Linked DNA regions of Mus musculus: regions 1 and 2 are each linked to region 3. The links are chromatin contacts, called in public Hi-C maps. All regions are on one chromosome and are shown on one strand. Each heading gives the region's core, a stretch centred on a gene start, on an enhancer-like site or on the middle of the called end of the contact. The rest is flanking DNA. Distances are from core to core; before and after follow the strand shown. Region 1 holds the start of Igsf10 (immunoglobulin superfamily, member 10). Region 2 has its middle 58 kb from the start of Igsf10. Region 3 overlaps Med12l (mediator complex subunit 12-like).

Region 1 (2,829 bases), core at 7-2,506, 170 kb after region 3:
TGTACTTCTTTATATGATCAATTTTTGTAACATTGTATTATTTAATATGTGTTTTATTTATTTGGCTTAACCTTCCAAAATACTTTTACAGCTGTAATAACCCACTAGAAAAAAAGGTCAAATTTCTTTCTAGCATGTCTGCAAGTCCTTGCCAATAAGGACACATGGGCCTTTTCAGAGCCAACTAATGACCGGGAGGACAGTAAACTGACCAGCTGGGAGGGCTGAGTCTCTGACTTTGCAGGCATAACACTGTCTGCTCTTTCTCTGCTTGGAAACACCCCTCTGCTTACTGACACAGTGATGGGGAGCATGGCCAAGGAAGAATTCTGCTTCTCTTGTTAGAAAATATCTTTAACCCGCACGTGGCGAAGGCTCAGTGATCCCTCCCAACCTGGAGCTGTTATGAATGAGTTTAACCCAAATTAAGATTTACTAATGATTACTTCTATGCCTACACTGTCACTGTTACATCACTGAATATTTTTGAATACTCTCTGCGTGATGATTAAAAAGCAGATGAGCTTGCTATTATTAGATAAACAAAGATGGTACAAGGTAGCTGGGAAACAGAAGAGACTATATGCACCTTAAGAGTTAGTTATAAGAGAAGAGAGCCGTAAATGAATACCACATGAGTTCCCGTACACTTAAGCCTCAAACTGTATTTAACAAAAGAGTTGGCAATACCTGAGCTCTTCTGTCTTGCTTTTGAATCCTCTTGTAACATAAGCAGAGACAGGAAATCTTCTGAGGAGAGCCTTCACCTGATTGAAGGAACGTTCTTTGCTTCCAACGGGAGCAAAAGGCTTAGTAGGCTTAGTCTTCACTAGCTGGGGGACTGACTCTTCAGAGAACTGGAGGCGCTTCTGTTATTTTAATGGTATCATACATTTCCAAACTAACCAAAGCTTTCCTTTATCTGATTGCTGCTGCTGCTGCTGCTGCTGGAATGCTCTTCCTTCTCCCTCAATAGTATAGGTTAGTTAGTTCTCAAACTCACCTAAACTTACAAGTACTAATCGATCACTCCTTCTTTCCGACGTCCCAGGCGTTTCTCCTCAAATTGCTTGCTTTGCACAAACACGTCATCAGTGTTTATGAAAGCGTCCCAGGCTACATATAATCCTTCCCGCTCCTTTTGCCTGGCTTCAGTCACTGAAGCGATGTTCCCTTGGTCGCTGCTTTTGTCCCAACTCCCCTCCAGTACTTTCCTTTTCCTGGACCCTTCTGCCCATCCCACCCTCTGTCTCGCCCTGAACCCCAGCTCCCACATCTACCAGACTCTCTGGGTCCCTTCACTTCCCGAGGGGATTAGCAGCCGCTCACCTCTGCCTTGGGCCAATGGAATTGCACCGCCTTTGGGGTCTGCTCAGCCTCTAGGGGTCTTCACTCGGGAGGAGGGCGGGGCAGGTGACGCAGCTATAGCCTCGGCTTCTGGGAATGGGCGGGCCATCGACCCGGGACCACCAGCGCCAACCCAGGCTCGCCTGCGAGTTTGCTCCTCCTGTGCTGGTAAGCCCTGGGCTTTTCCTGTCTGGTGGCAGGCTCTGTGGCCCGGGCTGGCTCAGGGGCTACAAATTCTTTCCTTTCGTGACCTCTCCCATCTCCTAACAGGGGGAGGGGGAACCTAGACATAAAAATAGGAGAGGTACTATTGCAGGGAAGGAAAAGGATTAAGCTTGGGTGGGTGAGTGAGCAGATGATGCCCAGGAGAAGGTAAAGGTGTGTGTGTGTGTGTGTGTGTGTGTGTGTGTGTGTGTGTGTGTGTGTGTGTGTGTGTGTGTTGGGGGCGGGGCAGAGGGGGCTGGGGCTGGTAGTGGTGCCAAATATGCTGACAGCATGTGATATACTTGAATAAAAAAACATGTCATAGACCCCGTAAGTCTTCACAATGAATATATGCTAATGATGGTGGTAACAACAACAGCAATAACATTCAAAGACGCTTCAATCACTGTGGTTTGTCCTGGGTTTGTGACTCCCCTTCTGTTTGCAAGTTGAGATAGCAGTGAAGTGAGGTGTCTGACTTTCTTTTTTTTTTTTTTTTTTTTTTTTTTTCCATTTTTTATTAGGTATTTAACTCATTTACATTTCCAATGCTATACCAAAAGTCCCCCATATCCACCCACCCCCACTCCCCTGCCCACCCACTCCCCCTTTTTGGCCCTGGTATTCCCCTGTACTGGGGCATATAAAGTTTGCAAGTCCAATGGGCCTCTCTTTCCAGTGATGGCCGATTAGGCCATCTTTTGATATATATGCAGCTAGAGTCAAGAGCTCCGGGGTACTGGTTAGCTCATAATGTTGTTCCACCTATAGGGTTGCAGATCCCTTTAGCTCCTTGGCTACTTTCTCTAGCTCCTCCATGTGGTACATCTACACAATGGTGTCTGACTTTCGAATGTACTCTTCCGCCCTGGGAGAGGCACCTATCCTCTTCCTCTTTGTTGGTTATCTATGTTTGAGGTGTACAATATGAAATTATCAGCTACATGAAGATAAAACAAACGTATCTATCACTTTATTCTCTCTATGTAAGTGTGTGTGTTAGTAAGATACACTCGTTTGCTGTGTATCTTAAATAGAATTATTAAATACAGTCCTCATATTATACATTAAGTCTCTGGATTACTTCACTCTGTAGTTGTTGCTTTGTGTCCTCTAATCTACAAGTATCCTTCGCCATCCCCACTTGCATAAACCATCTTTGTCTATATTCTGCATATTTGACTATTAAGGAAAAACACCCCACAATGAGAACATATAATACTTTTTCTGCATATGGCTTAGTTCATTTGCCGTGATAATTTTTATGGGTTTGTTGTC
Region 2 (3,081 bases), core at 519-3,018, 230 kb after region 3:
ACAGGACCTTTCTCAGACACTGTGTTGCTTTGGCAGTTCCCAGGTGGTACAGACTCTCACCTAAGCAGACTAAATTCCTAAGTTCCTTGGAGTCCCGGGACCAAGATGGCGACCGCTGCTGCTGTGGCTTAGGTCGCCTCCCCAGCCGGGCGGGCACCTGTCCTCTGGTCCGGAAGGTGGCCGGCTGTCCCCGGCCCACACAGGGTGCTGCCTCAGCGCCTCTGTGCTTCTGCCTGTTCCAGAAGCTGTCAGGTTCTCTGGCGCACCCTCTCACCTGTTCAGACTAATTTCCTAAGTTCGGCGGGTCCCGGACCAAGATGGCGACCGCTGCTGCTGTGGCTTAGGCCGCCTCCCCAGCCGGGTGGGCACCTGTCCTCTGGTCTGGAAGGTGGCCGGCTGTCCCCGGCCCACGCAGAGTGCTGCCTCAGCGCCTCTGTGCTTCCGCCTGTTCCAGAAGCTGTCAGGTTCTCTGGCGCACCCTCTCACCTGTTCAGACTAATTTCCTAAGTTCGGCGGGTCCCGGACCAAGATGGATGGCTCAATTCTTACACAAGCCTCCCTAAACTCTGCCTGATGTTTGGCGGTGGGTCTCTGCATCTGTTTTCATTAGTTGCTGGATGAAGCCTCTTAGGAGACAGTTATGCTAGATTCCTGTCTGCAAGAATAGCAAAATATCATTAGTAGTGTCAGAGGTTGGCGCTCTTCCATGGGATAGAACTCAAGTTGGGCCGGTGATTCTTTCAGTTTCTACTTCATCTTTATCCCTGCACATCAGATAGGCAGGACAAATTTTGGGTTGAAAGTTTTGTGGGCACATCAATGTCCCCTTCCTTTGCTGGAATTCCTGCCTAGCTACAGGAAGTGGCCACTTTGGGGCGGGAGAAGGCTGGGAGAGAGAATGGAAATCCGTAGGGAACATCTTTGGGACTAGCTGGAGACCTGAAAAGGGGTGGGGGGCTAGGGGTAGGAATAGGGAGTCTCCAGGGGGATACGGAGACTGAGTGTATTAGCTTATAGATTTGGATGGTTTCACACCACTGCCATACACCCTACAGTTTGCCAGGTGACTGATCTGGAATCACTTTAATTTTTTATCTTTGTAGTATGATTTGTCTTATTTTCTAAAAATGATTGAAAAAGCCCTTCTCCCCCTGCCTATGCTTTTAACAATGTAACTTGCCCTCCCACTGAAACATGTGTGCTCATCCCTGGTTTCTGAACAATTTGCTTAGAATCAGCAAGCCCAGGACCTTGGCGTGACCACAATACTGATACTCGCCTATGAAGAGCAACCCTGCTTTTGCCTCACTCCCAAGGACCCTAATTTGTGGATCCCTGAGCAACTGCATAACACATTGACTGCTTGAAACATGTTGAGATAAAAACCCAGGGCAAACAGAGAGGTCATGAGGGGTTCTCTCAGCAGCCCCAGCCAAGCTTCCAGTTGATAGCCAGCATCAAAGGCTAAATGTGTGAGCAAATGAAACTTCGGAAAACGCTATCCATCTGTGGAGTAATTTCTAGCCATCAAGTCTTTCATGCTGAAGTCAAAGACATTGTGTGGCAGTATTCTTACTGTGTTATTCTCAACAGTCTTCATTTCTGCAGACATTCTTTGTCCTATGCTATCCCAGCTCGTTGATCCTGACATTTGGCCGAAAGCTGTGCTATGATTTTATGCGTGCCTCTTAAATCAGAAGGTGACGTGGCCTGCCTAGTGCTGACACTTGGCTCTGTCCTTTGCTCCCCATCTGCTCTCACTGTTTGAAATGGACTTGTCTGAGACTCTCTAGTTAACAGCATGACATGATTCAGCCTGTCCTCTGGAAACCCTGCCTCAGGATTGCTCAATTTGCAACGTGTTCATCCAGTTGATCTGGTGCTGCTTGTTGGACTCAGGTCAAATTGGCAAGCAGAGGAAAAGAGTGGTCTGATTTGCAGGACACTTTTGTTGTGCTCTGAATGAAATCTCCTTGGTTTTCTTAGGCATAAAAGGTAATTAATGTTGATGCATACTTATGAACTTTCAATGAGCTATATGTTCTGTATTTAGCTTAGTTTTTTAAAATAAATCATTTAAATTGACAAAACAACCAGAAGTCAAGCTCAATAAATGTATACCAAGATATTAGATGTTTTAGAATAGGGGAATATGCATGCACGCATGCACGCATGTGCACACAGTATAAAGGACTCTAGTAGACATAAGATATGAAAATGATTGCAGAGGTTACCTGTAGATTTCTTCAAGTGTTGCTGCTTAGGTAAAACTTTAAGGCATGTTTGTTGATGTGATTTTTGTTTATCATTGATAAATTGCTTTCCTCACAAATTGAGAAATTATATGATTACAATTAAAATATTAATTTAAGGATAATTCTTGAAATTTAATGTAACTAGTTGCAAAATCTAGATCCTATATTCAAACATAATTACACAGAAAAAGTGGGGAATTCTAATGTTAGCAGCAATTCAAACAAGTTTTGATGACTGGACATAATCATTGTATGTGGATTGAATCTGAAAGGAAATGTTACTTTGTACTTTCTAAGGGCTCCCTTAATGTTTCAATTCATCCATATCTATGAACTCAACAGAAGATTCTAATGTCCTTAACTCTAGCTTCTGTCTAGTCTAACTTTTGAGGAACAAATATGCCTTCATAGCAACAAAATTGAAACAAAAAAGTATACATTTATACAGGTTAAAGTGTTTAGTACTGCTGCAAAATACTTATACATACACTTATTTGCTACAAGTTTGCTATTGGGGTACTGAGGAGCAAGTGGCTATGTCTGGTGAGGGTCTCCTTGAGGCTTAATAGCAAGGTAGGGGGGAGGGGGAGAGAGAGATTGAGAGAGACCAAGGGAGCAAGGAAAGGGACATGTAGACAGAGAGACAGAGAAAGGAGAGAGAGAGGGAAGAAAGAGAGAAAGAGGGAGAAAGAGAGAGAGGGAGAGAGAGAGAGAGAGAGAGAGAGAGAGAGAGAGAGAGAGAGAGAGAGAGAGAGCAAACACAGAATACAGGAGAGAGGACATTTTATTACAAATTTACTCAGGAGGCAATAACATTAATCTCTAA
Region 3 (2,825 bases), core at 306-2,805:
AGAAACACACGGGGTTAAGGATACAGAAGCTTAGGGACAAGGCCCAGTATAAACTCTGGTAGTCGCAGGAAGAGGGTTTGGACATTGACCCTAGTGTGTGCAGTGCTTGTGGAAAGGTAGTTGTTGTTTGTGGAGGCATGGAATTGAAAGAACGATGACTACTCTGTGGTATAGACATAGGGTCCTAAATGTCATGCTGTGTGTGGTCTTTGTGATTCCGTATGCTGAGGTATTTTAAGGATGTCTGCCAAAGTAATTTGAAAGGAGCTTCTAAAAAGTCTAACCTTGCTGTGACACATTGCATGCAGAGCATGGCTGTGCTTCCCGGTATGACACACAAAATCCTGCTGGAACCTGTTGGCTTGGAGTAATGAAGAATGAGGGCATTATTCAATCTCTGCCACACGATAGAAGTCTCATGTTGCCAAACTATACCTTCTGCTAAAGACGGATAGCCTTAGGGATTCACTGTCGTTTTGTCTCTTCATCTGAGCATGATGGAGGAGCAATTGTCTAATGTAGTGCTACCACCTTCTGGCAGGCTGAAAGAGATCAGTTTATAACATGGTTCCTGTGTGGGGCATTTGTGTGGTAATGCACAGCACACAGAGCCTCACTTGGATGTGGGTCCTGATGAAGCACAGTGCTACTTAAATGTCAGCCAGATGTCACTCCAGCAGGATCTTGGTGTTCCTGGAAGCCTTGATGTTAGCAAAGGTTCAAAGTTGAGAACCTTAATTGTTACAGACCAGAAACTCCTGCACATGTGTTTCATCTTTGTGTGTCCTTTTGGAAAAAGATGTCAAGAAATCAGAAGCAGGTGTTCTGTGTTTTAACTTAAGTTAGAAAGATCACGTTTCTCCTTATCTGCTTGGATCCCAAGAAGGAACTCAACTGTCATAATACTTGGAAGTGTTTGGATACATCTGGGGGGGGGGGAGAGGGGGGCTCTGTTTTGGAATCATTCTTAGCGACGGTGGGCAGTGACCGTTCTTGATGGCTTCTCTGATTTGATATCCTCAGTGTCCAGTACTACAGGAAGTACTTAAAAGACTGCTTAGTGAATATACTAGGAACCTATTATTGGAAGAGGGACTGGTCTATTGAGTGTTCTGTAACTGAGAGGAAACGCAGGCATAGAATTAGTCTGCAGACAGTGAGGGTCATGCCCTGGTGTTAGATCATCTCTTTGCTCCTTTCCTGTCTCTGCTCTTCAGAGCCTGCTCTGTAGGGATCTGAAGCCAGATATGCTTAGCAGTTCACACTGCTACAGACTGGGGAGGGCAAGGCGACCCTTGGTGTGATAGTTTATTTATTAGGACTCTCACTGCTAGTCTTTCTGGCCAGGGGATGGAACAAGTTTGGAAAGTAAGCTTTGAAAACTCAAGGAGAGTCCCCAGCTGGGATGAAACTGAAGAAATTCCATAGGGGATAAACTCAGAGTTGTCCAGGAAAATAAAGGCTGCTTATCATGCTGGGGTGATGTGTGGGAGGAGCAGGGCTCAGCAAGTTTGTGGTGTGGAGACTTGCCTGAGGGTTAACTGCAAGTTAGAGGAAGTGCTTCAGTGATCCCAAGCCAGGGTGTGTGCTTTCTTAAACTGTTTAGGAGCCATTTTCTTTCTCCTCAGCAAACTGATATGGGCAGAGTACATAATTCTAGATTCTGTGTGTGGGTTTCTGCAATTAATACTGTACAGGTTACTCATCTCTCTAGTTACCTTCTTTGTAGTTTGGGGTACTTTTTGTCATTTGAGATGGTTCCATAGAGTCTAGGCTGGCCTCCAACTTCCTGGGTAGTCAAGGGTGACCTTGAACTCACCTTGCTTCTTCCACCTCTCCTAAATTGGAATTGCAAACATGTGACACCAAAACTGGCAAGTTGCTTTGTCTGGACTAGTTAGTTTAATTCGTGGGAAAAAGAAGCTCAAATTTCTTTGTTGGAATGGGCCATTAAAGAAACATCCTTGTTTCTGCTTTTGTTTGTGTCTCGGGGATGGTGAAACAGTGTTATCCAGTGAACAGTTGTGTTTCCCCAACATCTGTCATTCGGGTTGCTTCACTAATGTGTTGTCATTGAGGAATCTATATGCCCCTTCATCTGGGACTTTCCAATGATTAGATCTGTAAGCACCACTTTCGTTTATACATTATCCAGCTTAAGGTCATTAGTTTATAGCAAGAAAAAGCTGAGTGATTTGGATAAGAATATATGGTCATAATGTATGATCTATCAGAAGGCATGCCTTTCAGTTGAGAATGAAAATTTAGAGTCTATATGCCATGTGACATCATAGGAGAATATGTTCAGAACCCATCTAGGACATAAAGGGAATCACAGACTGTCTTAGTCAGGGCACAAATATCATGACCAAGAAGCAAGTTGGGAGAAAAGAGTTTATTCAGCTTACATTTCCACATTGCTGTTCATCACTAAAGGAAGTCAGGACTGAAACTCAAGCAGATCAGGAAGCAGGGGGTGATGCAGAGGCCATGGAGGGATGTTACTTAATGAGTTGCTTCTCCTAGCTTGCTCAGCTTGCTTTCTTATAGAACCCAAGACTACCAGCCCAGAGATGGTCCCACCCATAAGGGGCCCTCCCCCATTGATCACCAATTGAGAAAATGACTTATAGCTTGATCTCATGGAGGCATTTCCTCAAGGGAGGCTCCTTTCTCTGTGATAACTTGATAACTCCAGCTTGTGTTAAGTTGACACACAAAACTAGCTAGTACAATTGACCCCTTGTCAATTTGACACACAAACACATCACTATTAAGCCTCAACCCTTGCTTTCTTATTCATACCCAGATCTAAATGACTTTAA

The links. A called contact is a pair of places that touch in the nucleus more often than the background predicts.
Region 1: a Hi-C map of uterus shows a contact between it and region 3. The contact joins the promoter of Igsf10 here to the enhancer-like site in region 3. A contact is called at or near these places in 6 of 39 promoter capture datasets (the 3T3-L1 cell line, the C10 cell line, HPC-7-derived erythroid cells and 2 more), 1 of 15 datasets of contacts at CTCF or cohesin (the NIH/3T3 cell line), 6 of 484 Hi-C or Micro-C datasets (bone marrow-derived macrophages, granulocyte-monocyte progenitors, nephron progenitors and 2 more), 2 of 115 datasets of contacts at active chromatin or transcription factors (microglia and stem cell-derived neural progenitor cells) and 4 of 9 other capture datasets (adipose tissue, liver, macrophages and 1 more).
Region 2: a Hi-C map of uterus shows a contact between it and region 3, with 4 times the contacts expected there. The contact joins two enhancer-like sites. A contact is called at or near these places in 1 of 15 datasets of contacts at CTCF or cohesin (pro-B cells) and 1 of 484 Hi-C or Micro-C datasets (uterus).

Annotation. Positions count from the first base shown.
Region 1 is chr3:59,343,000-59,345,828 of GRCm38.p6, forward strand. Igsf10 (immunoglobulin superfamily, member 10) reads right to left here and starts at 1,257. Exons shown (of 7, transcript NM_001162884.1): 1 at 691-1,257.
Region 2 is chr3:59,400,258-59,403,338 of GRCm38.p6, forward strand. No RefSeq gene overlaps it. Among named protein-coding and RNA genes, the nearest start is that of Igsf10, 58 kb to the left of the region's middle. Within about 2 kb of position 1,769, at least 35 of the 459 cell types and tissues checked have an H3K27ac peak or open chromatin away from gene starts, as enhancers often do. A contact at or near this core is called in uterus, where this site is marked.
Region 3 is chr3:59,168,901-59,171,725 of GRCm38.p6, forward strand. The region is part of intron 15 of Med12l (mediator complex subunit 12-like); the gene reads left to right. Among named protein-coding and RNA genes, the nearest start is that of F630111L10Rik, 17 kb to the left of the region's middle. Within about 2 kb of position 1,556, at least 22 of the 459 cell types and tissues checked have an H3K27ac peak or open chromatin away from gene starts, as enhancers often do. A contact at or near this core is called in uterus, where this site is marked.